Linked DNA regions of Mus musculus: all the other regions are linked to region 1. A link is a contact called in public Hi-C and HiChIP or PLAC-seq data. All regions are on one chromosome and are shown on one strand. Each heading gives the region's core, a stretch centred on a gene start, on an enhancer-like site or on the middle of the called end of the contact. The rest is flanking DNA. Distances are from core to core; before and after follow the strand shown.

Region 1 (3,482 bases), core at 315-2,814:
AGTCTGAATACTTGAGTCATCTGGGGGATCCTTGGAAGGATTGAGAGCCCAAACAATGGGAATCAGCTGGATAAGGTCAGGTTCAGGAGAGATGAGACAACCCACAGAACAAGGGGCAGGGTAGGTACCCTCGCTGTTTGCACACGTTCAGCCAATATTTACCTGGATTTAAAGACATGCGGGGCACGTTTTACGCAGTTTTTCATACTTATTCTTTAGCCTCTAACACTCAGAGAGGTTAGCACAGGAGCACAAAGTAACTTTTGTAGTTGAGCTTGGATTTCAACAGGTGCTGAACCCTGAGTCAGAACCAGGTACAGGCAGCTGCCGAGGATCTGGGAGCAGAGCCCCCAATCTTAGATTCTTTCCACCTTGTGGTGATCACTGTTGGATGCCTACTTCCTAATTAGTTGGCTGCCTTAGAAGCAGCTGCTTTGTCATCCCAACCTGGATTCTACCAGACTACAGCACGTTGTGCGTGGGTGGGTGGGTGCGCTTTCACATTGGGGAAAGTTATTATTGCCTAGGTGACTTTGCCTAGCGCAAGGCCCTCAAAAAGCTATGGATAATTAAATCTGGGTTTTTCCAGTTCTTAGGTCCCTGCCAAATAAAAATAATTCTGGGTTCACCCAAGTGCCCTTCTGTTAAAAGTGGAAGGAAGGATAGAGTTGAGAAAGCCATGTCCTCTCAACAAGTTCCGGGTGGTGCAATGACTGATATGTCATTTACTGTAGTTTTCAATAATCATTCCCGGCACTTGGAAGAAAAAAGGCAAATATTAGGAGGTGTGTATTCTGCATCCAAATGCCTGAAAATAAACGTCAACAATTTCTCTTCCATTATCAGTAACTTGAGGGTCTGGGTCGATAGACTCTGCCACCTACTCGGCCGTCCCACGTGCCCCCACCCCCCATTATTTATGAGTGGGGAGGGAGGATGGGAGACAGAGGCTGCCCCCCCCCCCTCCCCGCAGTGAATGTTGCCTTTTCTTGGAGCAACTCCGGATCCTCAGCGCGAAGCCGCTTTCCGTGACTTCGCAGTAACCTGGGATCGGAGGACCGGCTGGGTTTCCCAGGTTGGGGTGTGTCGGGCAGCGATGTTTTAAGTTGCTTTAGGGTTCCTATCCTCTCTGGGGTCTGGAATCTTTGGTGTCTGCGGCGGATGTTTTCGCACCTCAGCTACTCGCTCTCCAAGTCTTGTCTCCCCCACCTGCCACGTGGGACCTGCGCGCACCGTCCTCCCCTACACAGGCCACCACCCCTTCCCCAAGCCGCACTAGGTGGGTCCACGGCCCGGGGCTTGGAACCTGCCCTCCGCCTGCGCTCGCCCTTCGGTCGGAGGCAGAGCCCGGAGCGCAGATCCAGGCGGGAAGGGACGGCCGGATGGCTGGGCGCCGCGGGCCTCCGCCGCACCGGGCATGCTCAGTGGCACGGCCGGCTCGGTGGCCCGCGAGCTGCACCCGGATCTGTGCGGCGGCGGCGGCGACGTGAGCGCGCAGGGGGGCGGCGGCCTCGCCTCGTCTGTGTCTCGGCGCCGGGCTCGGGTGGGTGACGCGCAGTGCCGGGGCAATGTCGGATTTTGACAGCAACCCGTTTGCGGATCCGGATCTCAACAACCCGTTCAAGGTGAGCGCCCGGCCGCGGCCCTGGCCCGCGTTGGGCGTCGCGGTGGCCGTGGAGGCCCTGTCGGGAGGGTCTCGGGACGCAGCGTCACCACTGGCCGCGCCACCAGCCAGGAGGCTCGCACCGGGCCGCGGACCGGCCGGACCGGGAGCCGGGTCCGGAGCGGAGCGGGGCATGTGTGGCCGCCACTAGTCCGGTCGGCACGGCGGGCCGCGGGGCGGGGGCCGGGAGGCCGGGGCGCCCGGGCTGGGGTTGTCATGGGGACCTGGCACCGGCGCTGCGTGCCGGTGACGGCCAAGGTGTGCGGGAGAGAGGCGCGGATACACGGACGCTGCGATAAAAGGATAAAGGGGTGTTTTTTATTATCAAAACTCGGTTGCTCCCAGAGCCACCAGTGGCGCTGCCAGAGGCCCCCTTCCCCACCGGGCCCAGTTTAGGGGAACGGGCATCAAACAGAAGTTAAAAATAAATAAACATCTGGAAACAATAGTGCACACGGGCATCTCCCCACCTAGCTGCTGTTAGGGAGGTGGACCCTGGGCCATTTTCCAAGCTGGGAGTGCGTCACCGGGGATCCGAGCTGTTTGAGGATTCCGTTCCTCACGTGAGTGAGCTCTTTCCTTCATGGAGTGGACCTGATCGGATCCCAAGCCTCAGAAGGGCTTGGCATAGAAATAAATGCCTAGGCAGGCCATTTAAATGTTAGGCATCTGCTCTAAAATTTAATGCCGCGTCCGAGAACTTTGCCTTGAAAAGTACTTTGGTTTTCTTAAAGACTGTGAGGCATAGCAAGGCAATTTCTTCCAACTGTTGGCTTGGTTAGTTCTTTCTTAATTGCTCTGACTGTGTGCAGCTCAAACTTTAATTTGTAGTCTCAAAGGTGAAGTAGGAACTAATTTGTGGGCACCCAAGTGCTGCTTCTGGCCTGTTGGGTTTACCTCTTTTTAGTCCTTTTGTGGCTTACCTGCAATATTGAAGCAAAAGGCACCCCTGTTCTGATGGTTTTAACCTCATGTCTTCATGAAGGATTCTTTTAATGAAGTTATCCCCCTTATACCTGACAGCTGGACTCATTTTGCAAAACTACAGAGAAAGCTGTTATGGTTGAGTTGACTGTAACTTTCAACACCTGGTCCTCCCGATCTATTCATTTGCTTTTTTGTTTTGGTTTTCATTGTTGTTTTGAGACAGGGTCTCACTAGGTAGTGTACCTGGCTTTGGAACTTTCTTTCCTTCTACCTCAGCCTGCCAAACTCTGTAATTGCAGATAAAAGGCTCAGGTACACTTTAAAGGGCGGTCCATGCTCCCTCAACCCCCTGAAGTTTTTGTTTCATTTACTATTGGACTCACTTCCATGTAGTGAAAATTGGATTATTCTGATATTATGGATATCCAAAAGAAACATTTCATAATTTGTCAAGTGAGTGTCATTTAAAAATAATTAGAGATGAAACATTAAGAGCCCATTAGTCTCTCCTAACTTAGATAATTCAGTGATGCTGTTTTTAAGCATCTAACCACAAGGCTGTTGGTTTTATATCTGGACATCCAGTTCACAGTTCCTTTCATATTAGTCTCTTGTTAGGGCAAGATCCTAGCTTCTTATCACAAATTGATATTTTGTAATATGTGATCTTACCATGACACCTCCCGTTTCTGCTGGGCATAAGGTTGCTGTGATAATTCTAAACACATATAGGTTTTAAGTATTAATCATGGAAGAAAATGATTAACATTTTCTGTTTCTGTAAGGAGATGCATTCAGGACAGTGATTATCCAAGTCCATAGAATGTTCTAAAGTCTGGATAATTTGTGTCTAAGGAGGTTTGGCTGAGTATTTGTACCGTGGTTCTCCACT
Region 2 (3,482 bases), core at 275-2,774, 61 kb after region 1:
CCTGGCTCAAGAAGTTCCCGGCCTTTTTTCTTCTCAGGAACGCAAGCCTCGGGGTTGGGCTTAGCTGTGTAGCTGCCTCTTAGGAGACTCGGGCAGCAGGGCGTTTGTCTAAACTGCTCCACTGTGTGCGGCGCCTTCCAAGCTGTGTAAGAAGCAGCAGTGTCAAAGAACACGCAGGGGAAGCCTGGGGGAACACGCTTGCTCTGAGGAAGTGTGTTTTCCTATGTAATTCTGTGGACTGTGTAACTCTAATGCAAACATTCTGTCTGTCTTACGATCCCACAGTCCATGCAGTGACCCTGTTTCTGAACATCTTCGGATGCTTGGCCTGGTTTTGTGTTGATTCCTCGAGAGCAGTCGACTTTGGGCTGAGCATCCTGTGGTTCCTGCTCTTCACTCCCTGCTCCTTTGTCTGTTGGTACAGACCGCTGTACGGGGCCTTCAGGTAACGTGTATGTGCGTGCGTGCGTGCGTGCGTGCGTGCGTGCGTGCGTGCGTGCGTCATAGTTGTGCTTAAAACTCGATCTCAGCACAAGGAGGCTGAAATAGGAGGATTGCTGCAGGGCAGCCTGGGCCAGACCCTGCCATAGACAAACTCTCCAGGAAATGGATAATCTGTATTGTATGTACCTCAAAGGGAAAGTTGGCGTATTTTCATTAATATTTTTATCATTATCAGGGCCAGTGAGATGGCTCAATGGATAAAGGCGCCTGCTGCCAAATATGGTGATCTGATTTCGATACCCAGGTCCACATGGTCAATGGGGGGAACTGCAGGTTCTCCTCTGACTGCCACATGTACCCTGTGGCAAGCCTGCCTCCTTCCCCAGTAAATAAACACAAGCATAATACAAGGTTAACATTTTATTATACTATAACATACTTCCTAAAAGTCTAATACAGAATACAGACAGGGCAGTGGTGGCTCATGCCTTTGATCCCAGCACTTGGGAGGCAGAGGCAAGTGGATTTCTGAGTTCGAGGCCAGCCTGGTCTACAGAGTGAGTTCTAGGACAGCCTGGGCTACACAGAGAGAAATCCTGTCTCGAAAAACCAAAAAAAAAAAAAAAAAAAAAAGTCTAATACAGCTTGCCTGCATATCCGTTGGACTGTAAAATTCATAAGCATTGTTTTTCTTGAAAATCACACATGGAAATTAATGAAAGAAAATTCACATTCTTAGATCCTAACATGTAACACTGGATGGCATGCATTACACATGACTTTAGGAGAGCTTTGCTGTTTACTCTCTGTCCCCTACATGTCTAAATGAATTATGGCTGGTGATTACAGCCTTCATCGTAAGATCGTCTAGGTGGGAAGAACACACAAAGCACTTTACTAGGCAGCTTGGTAAATCCTTTCTGTGCGCATTCATCTTCATTCACGGGGGATTCTGGCTTTGTGAGGAGAACATGGAACTTGGTCAGATGCCTCGGGCATGGCCGCTTCTCCTGAGCCCAGGGCTCCGGATGATCCCGTGCAGTGTCGCTTCTCTCATTTCCTCCAGATGGCTTCTCTTAACCATTCTGCCTTCTTCCTGTTGCCTTAGTAACCAGCTGCAGTTTCTGGAATCGTGAGAGCGAAGGTGGGGTGGCGGCCATGTCTTGTTTCGAGTATTAGGGGACAAAGCACCATCCGTGCTGTTCGTTGCAGACCTTGGTTGACATATTGGCTGGCTTGGGATGGAAACTCTTCCTCTATCCTTAGCGTGATGGGAACTGTGATCTTGAGTGGTGCTGGAGCTTTCGAGATACTTATCTGCCTCTGTTGCCATGGTCACGTGGTTGCTTGCGTTTTATCTAAACTGCCTTGTGTTTGTGAGGCTCACGGTCCATCCCTCACCTCCCTTCCCGTGGCCTGTGAGCCTCTCTAGGAGCCGTAGCCAGGGGTCATCTTTGTGACGTGGCTCATCTTACTTGAAATGCCCTGCCCAGGTATAGACTTCCGCCTATAGGTTCTGAGAAAGTTAATTGAATCAATCTTTGATTATTTCTTTCTGCTTTGCTATATATCTTTTAAATAAAACTAATGCTAATATAATAGAAAAAAATTTCCCTCTCATTTTTTCTATCCCTTTGTTTTTTCTGTGTATAAAGTAGGAAACTTTTTTTAACTTATTTTCAAACTATCAGGATGACATAGTTTTGAACAGCAGCACTGGGCACTCGCAGACAGTGGGACAGAGCCTTCAGTGTGAGCTGTTCCCAGGTCCCCTGCATTCTGTGTGAGCTGGTTCCTGGCTCCAGAAGTTCAGATGTAAGTTGGTCAGGTTTTAAGAGAAAAAGTTCCTGGGAGATAAAATTGGCAGAATCAATTTGAACAGATTAAAAAAAATTTTACACATATTAAGGAGAGAATTAGTGATCAAGTACTGATAGGTAAATATAAAAACCATCATCAAAAGATAACTTCTAAATCCAGGGAAGCAGAAATGCAAGCTAGGAATCCTGGTAACAGTGTATCCTTTATGCCTCCGCTGTGACTGTTCAGGAATCGCATGGGCTAACAAGTGAGCAGGACCCTTGGTAACTCACGGTTATGTGGGTATCTACAGGGATGTGGGCAGAAGTGAGCAGGACCCTTGGTAACTCACAGTTATGTGGGTATCTACAGAGATGTGGGCAGAAGTGAGCAGGACCCCTGGTAACTCACAGGTATGTGGGTATCTACAGGGATGTGGGCAGAAGTGAGCAGGACCCCTGGTAACTCACAGGTATGTGGGTATCTACAGGGATGTGGGCAGAAGTGAGCAGGACCCCTGGTAACTCACAGTTATGTGGGTATCTACAGGGATGTGGGCAGAAGTGAGCAGGACCCCTGGTAACTCACAAGTTATGTGGGTATCTACTGGGACATGGGCAGAAGCAGAGAAGATTTGAAAGAAAAGCCAGGTCTTACCTCATCACAGTGTCTGTAATCCTAGAAAGCAGCAGGGTAAGCTATGCAGGGTGTGGCTACCAGTGACCAGTGAGGTGACCTGGCACCTGGGAACTGCACTTATGGGGACCTGTGATGAGGGCCAGGAGACTACGGCTTCTGCAGAATTCCCTTGTGGCATTATATAATGTTCAATAGTGTATATTAACTTTATGTGACAAAGAACCCAACGAGCTTTAAAGTACAGGTTGAAGACCACAGTTAAGGGCACAGCAGCACCTGCAGTGAGGAAGGCTGTAGCAGGGCTGCCTCGTGGCAGTGTTCCCTGGTTCATTGCCAGGATCTCCACCTTCCTCCTCCCCTTCAAAGACCATCAAAAGAGCCTTCTCTAGCTCCTCCCTCAGCTGCTGCTCTACACACCCAGCTATCCCTTCCCTACAACTCTTCAGTCACACACACACAAAAAAAAACCTTTGAATTTCTAAGCCAAGTTTCTGCTTTCATTTTTTTTCTACTTCCGATATTGAAGATCCTTTAAAAAATACTCTTTGTTCCTGGCTGCCACAGGCTTAGTCACTTCATTTCTGCCCTGTCTCCAGCTT
Region 3 (3,482 bases), core at 548-3,047, 37 kb before region 1:
AGAAGAAGAAGAAAAGAGTCGCTTTGGTCATGGTGTCTCTTCACAACAGTAAACCCTAACTAAGACATACTCTTACCCATTGAGCCATCACTCCAGACTTCAGATACCTTTCTATCTGGGTTATCTCTCTGTATCAGGAGTCAGCAAACTTTGTCTGCAAAGGTCAAGTAATTGATATAGCCTCTATTGCAAATACTTGGATCTGATGTTATCCATGGGAAGCAGCATAGACAGTACTTAAATGAATGAATGTGGCTGTGTTCCAGTAAATATTTTATTTGCAAACTCAGGCACCAGCCAGATATGCTGGCCTGAAAGACATAGTGTACAGACTCATGATCTGGCCTTTTCAATGATCTTTACCGATTGTCCCTGATTCCACCCTTCCTCATGAGTTGGAGACATTGGTAAAAGATAGGACCTTGAATAAGGTAGAGGGAAGGAAGGTTGAGTAAAGACAAAGGAATTAGTGAAGAGAGGCTGAGCATTCAGACCATCTATAGCTGTTCTTAGTTACAGAGTCCAGAGGCAAGCTGTGGCGACATAGGGCTGGGGAACTCAGGAATACAATGATCTTCTTATCCCTATGTCCTGTGATCCTTAACTTCATCCTGTGCAATATTTATCTGGGCTTCAGACACTCCTCCTACTCAGTGTTTTCTGGAATTTTGAAAATGCTGTTCTGCACCCCAAATACTCCCAGAAATCCCTCTCCTCTGCATCTCACTGATTAAGGCTCTTACCAATCTTCTTTATACCATCTCAACTTAGTTAATACTGGCTCCAAAATGGCTTCTCTAACAAGGTTTTTGATTGGCTTGGACTCTTGAACTCTGTGAGCTCCTCCTGCACCTGACACTAGTTCTCCATCACTATTCATCCCTAAGGCAAGGTGGAATTTGTAATACCATACAGTAAAATAGTCTGTGGAAGGGGATAGAGTTTTCCTGTCTGAGAAAAAAGAGGTGTTGTGTTGAGAAATTTAGTGAAGGACCAACCACATTAGGGAGAGCAAGAGTGAGCCCATAGGGTCTGCTGTATGTAAATACCCAAGAAGTTCCAAAAGGGGCAACTTAGCGGGGTCACAATAGGTAAGGTGTGTACCCCAAAATAAAGTCATCCAGAATTTATTTGCGATGAAGATGTTGGGCTATAGAGAATTACAGTAGGGCACCAAGTAACTGACATTGTTTTTCTTAGCCAAAAAGGAGAGCGATAAGGCAGGGCTAAGACCCTAGAAGTAAGATGAATGAACCGTGCGTGACATACCTAGTGTCAGTCAAATGAATCAGTCAGCCTGAGGCAACCTCAAAAAGCAGAAGCTAGGGAAGTGAATGCTTTCACGGTCCTTCCTACTTTCAGTGACTCCTTGTGCTGGGCAGTTTTATGTCAGCTTGACACAGCCTAGAGTAATTTGGAAAGAGGGACTCTCAGTTAAGAAACATGCCTCTATAATTGGCCCTAGGCAAGTCTGTAGTACATTTTTCCTTTTGTCATTGAAGTGGGATGGATGGCCTAGCCTACTGTGGGGTAGTGCTACCCATGGGCTGCTGGTCCTAAATGCTAGAAGCAAGCAGACTGGGCAAGCCAGTAGCCTCTGTGGCCTGTTCTTCTGCTGTTCTTGCTTCCAGGTTTCTACCCTGGTTTCCCTCAGTGATGGTTTACAAACTATAAAGTGAAAGAAACCGTTTCCTCCCCAAGCTGCTTAGGAGCATGGCATTTTGTCACAGCAATAAGAACCCCAAGACAAACCCAACGGGAAGCCAGGAGAACAAGAGTCCACACCCAGACTTCTTCTCTTCAGTGAGAGGAGTAGTAAGGAACGAGGCTAGAGACAGGTGGGTTATATCCTGTAGAATGACCTACACTGGATAGGCCAGGGTTGTTCTGGAAAGACCTGGCTAGACTATCCAGAGGGTTGACCAATCAGAGGCATTGATTTCAGAGACAAAAGAAGGAGGAGTGACTGTGAAAACCTGGCTGACTGGTGGAAGTGTTGTGTTTTAGAAAAAGAAAAAGAAGCCAGGGATATGTTTGGTGGAGGTGCAGTATGGTGGTGGGGTGGTGGTGGTGGGGTGCTCTGTGGGCCTATGCTGAGGCATCCCTTCCCTAGAGTTTATTTAGGTCATGGGGAGGGGAGTTGGAGGAGAGAGAGAGAGAAAGGGAGAGGGAGAGGGAGAGGGAGAGGAGGAGTAGAGGCTGGCCATGAGCATGTGGAGAGAGAAAGGGGGAGGAGAGAAGGGACAGAGGGGGAAGAGAGGAAGAGAAGAGAAGAGAAGAGAAGAGAAGAGAAGAGAAGAGAAGAGAAGAGAAGAGAAGAGAAGAGGGGGCAAGCAGCCCCTTTTAGAGTGAGTCAGGCACACCTGGCTGTTGCTAGGTAACTGTGGGGCAGAGCTAAATGGTACTGATACCCAAGGCACATGCAGTGAGATCCTGTGTGCTAAGTGAGTGAGAAGCAGCTGGGAGTGTGGTTATCTGTGAGTTCTTCAGAGAGAAGTGAAGTAACCTGGAAAGTGAAGGACTCCAAAGGTTAGGAAGACTGGGCATTAGGCATCCTTAGTCTGGAGTTCAGGAGACCTTAGATGAAGAAGCAATCAAGTGACTCTAATTTTTCTTTAAAGGCTTCCTGGAGAGGGATTAGCCTTTTGTGTATTGTACAGTAGGGAGCTTTATATTTAGCAATGGATTTCCTAATCCTGTCTCACAGAAGGCTCATCACAGCAGGTGTCCCAGAGCTTGTGTGGCCCTGGGCTGAGAAAGAGGTCTGGGTGGGAGCTGGATGGTTTCCTGGCCCCAGCTAAACTTTATAATATTTGAATCTATGTTAGCGTAGAGGATCTAAGATTAATTCTCCCCTTAATAAAAATAACCATGATAGGCATCACAACCCCAGAGAAAAAATTAAATCTGGCTTATGATGAGTTAAATCTAATAAAAAATACAAAGATTTTGTCATTGCTTTAACACGTCCTCTCCCCCCCCCCCCCCCGTCCTCTTTCATTTCCGGAAATGAATTCCTATGAAGCAAATCTATAAAGGGGCGCTACGGCAGCGCAAACACCACGGAATGACATGGTGGAGGCTTGACTATTCGGCTCACCAAGGGGAGAAAGGGGTGTGAAAACTCATTACAACAGGGACAGTCACACAGCTCACACAGCTCAGTCTCTCCTCTCTTTTAAACTTCCTAATGAAAAAAAAGTTGAATTCACTTTTGAATGAAAAGCACCCCCATGCTTCCACCAAATAGATAAATTAGAGAGATTTCTCCCCCTCCCTCCCCCCCACACACATTTACTTTAATCTAAAATGCTGTTATCCTTTGGGATTTATTGTATGGTTTCTCAGAAGATTACATCTTGGAAATCTTATTCTTAAAAACCACAGGTAGCAGGCATGCCTTTACGTGAACTGGTACATTGAGAAGGAATGGAATTTGATTCAACACCTGTTCATGTCTGTAGATTCTGTACTCAAAATAT

Evidence for each region. A called contact is a pair of places that touch in the nucleus more often than the background predicts. HiChIP or PLAC-seq counts read pairs in DNA pulled down with a chosen protein or histone mark.
Region 2: a Hi-C map of the N1E-115 cell line shows a contact between it and region 1, with 4 times the contacts expected there. The contact joins the enhancer-like site here to the promoter of Scamp1 in region 1. A contact is called at or near these places in 10 of 39 promoter capture datasets (the 3T3-L1 cell line, 3T3-L1-derived adipocytes, the HPC-7 cell line and 5 more), 11 of 484 Hi-C or Micro-C datasets (the N1E-115 cell line, cerebellar granule neurons, cerebellum and 7 more) and 7 of 115 datasets of contacts at active chromatin or transcription factors (bone marrow-derived macrophages, cardiomyocytes, embryonic stem cells and 1 more).
Region 3: a contact with region 1 is called in an H3K4me3 HiChIP or PLAC-seq map of bone marrow-derived macrophages, with 3 times the contacts expected there. The contact joins the enhancer-like site here to the promoter of Scamp1 in region 1. A contact is called at or near these places in 1 of 15 datasets of contacts at CTCF or cohesin (CD8 T cells), 7 of 484 Hi-C or Micro-C datasets (the N1E-115 cell line, bone marrow-derived macrophages, erythroblasts and 4 more), 12 of 115 datasets of contacts at active chromatin or transcription factors (the HPC-7 cell line, bone marrow-derived macrophages, embryonic fibroblasts and 6 more) and 2 of 9 other capture datasets (adipose tissue and embryonic stem cells).

What each region holds. Positions count from the first base shown.
Region 1 is chr13:94,283,363-94,286,844 of GRCm38.p6, reverse strand. It overlaps Scamp1 (secretory carrier membrane protein 1), which reads left to right and starts at 1,564. Exons shown (of 9, transcript NM_029153.1): 1 at 1,564-1,625. The coding sequence starts at 1,569.
Region 2 is chr13:94,221,858-94,225,339 of GRCm38.p6, reverse strand. It overlaps Scamp1 (secretory carrier membrane protein 1), which reads left to right. Exons shown (of 9, transcript NM_029153.1): 6 at 286-445. Among named protein-coding and RNA genes, the nearest start is that of Scamp1, 62 kb to the left of the region's middle. Within about 2 kb of position 1,524, at least 24 of the 459 cell types and tissues checked have an H3K27ac peak or open chromatin away from gene starts, as enhancers often do. A contact at or near this core is called in the N1E-115 cell line and cerebral cortex, where this site is marked.
Region 3 is chr13:94,320,531-94,324,012 of GRCm38.p6, reverse strand. No RefSeq gene overlaps it. Among named protein-coding and RNA genes, the nearest start is that of Gm41022, 15 kb to the right of the region's middle. Within about 2 kb of position 1,797, at least 19 of the 459 cell types and tissues checked have an H3K27ac peak or open chromatin away from gene starts, as enhancers often do. A contact at or near this core is called in the HPC-7 cell line, bone marrow-derived macrophages and trophoblast stem cells, where this site is marked.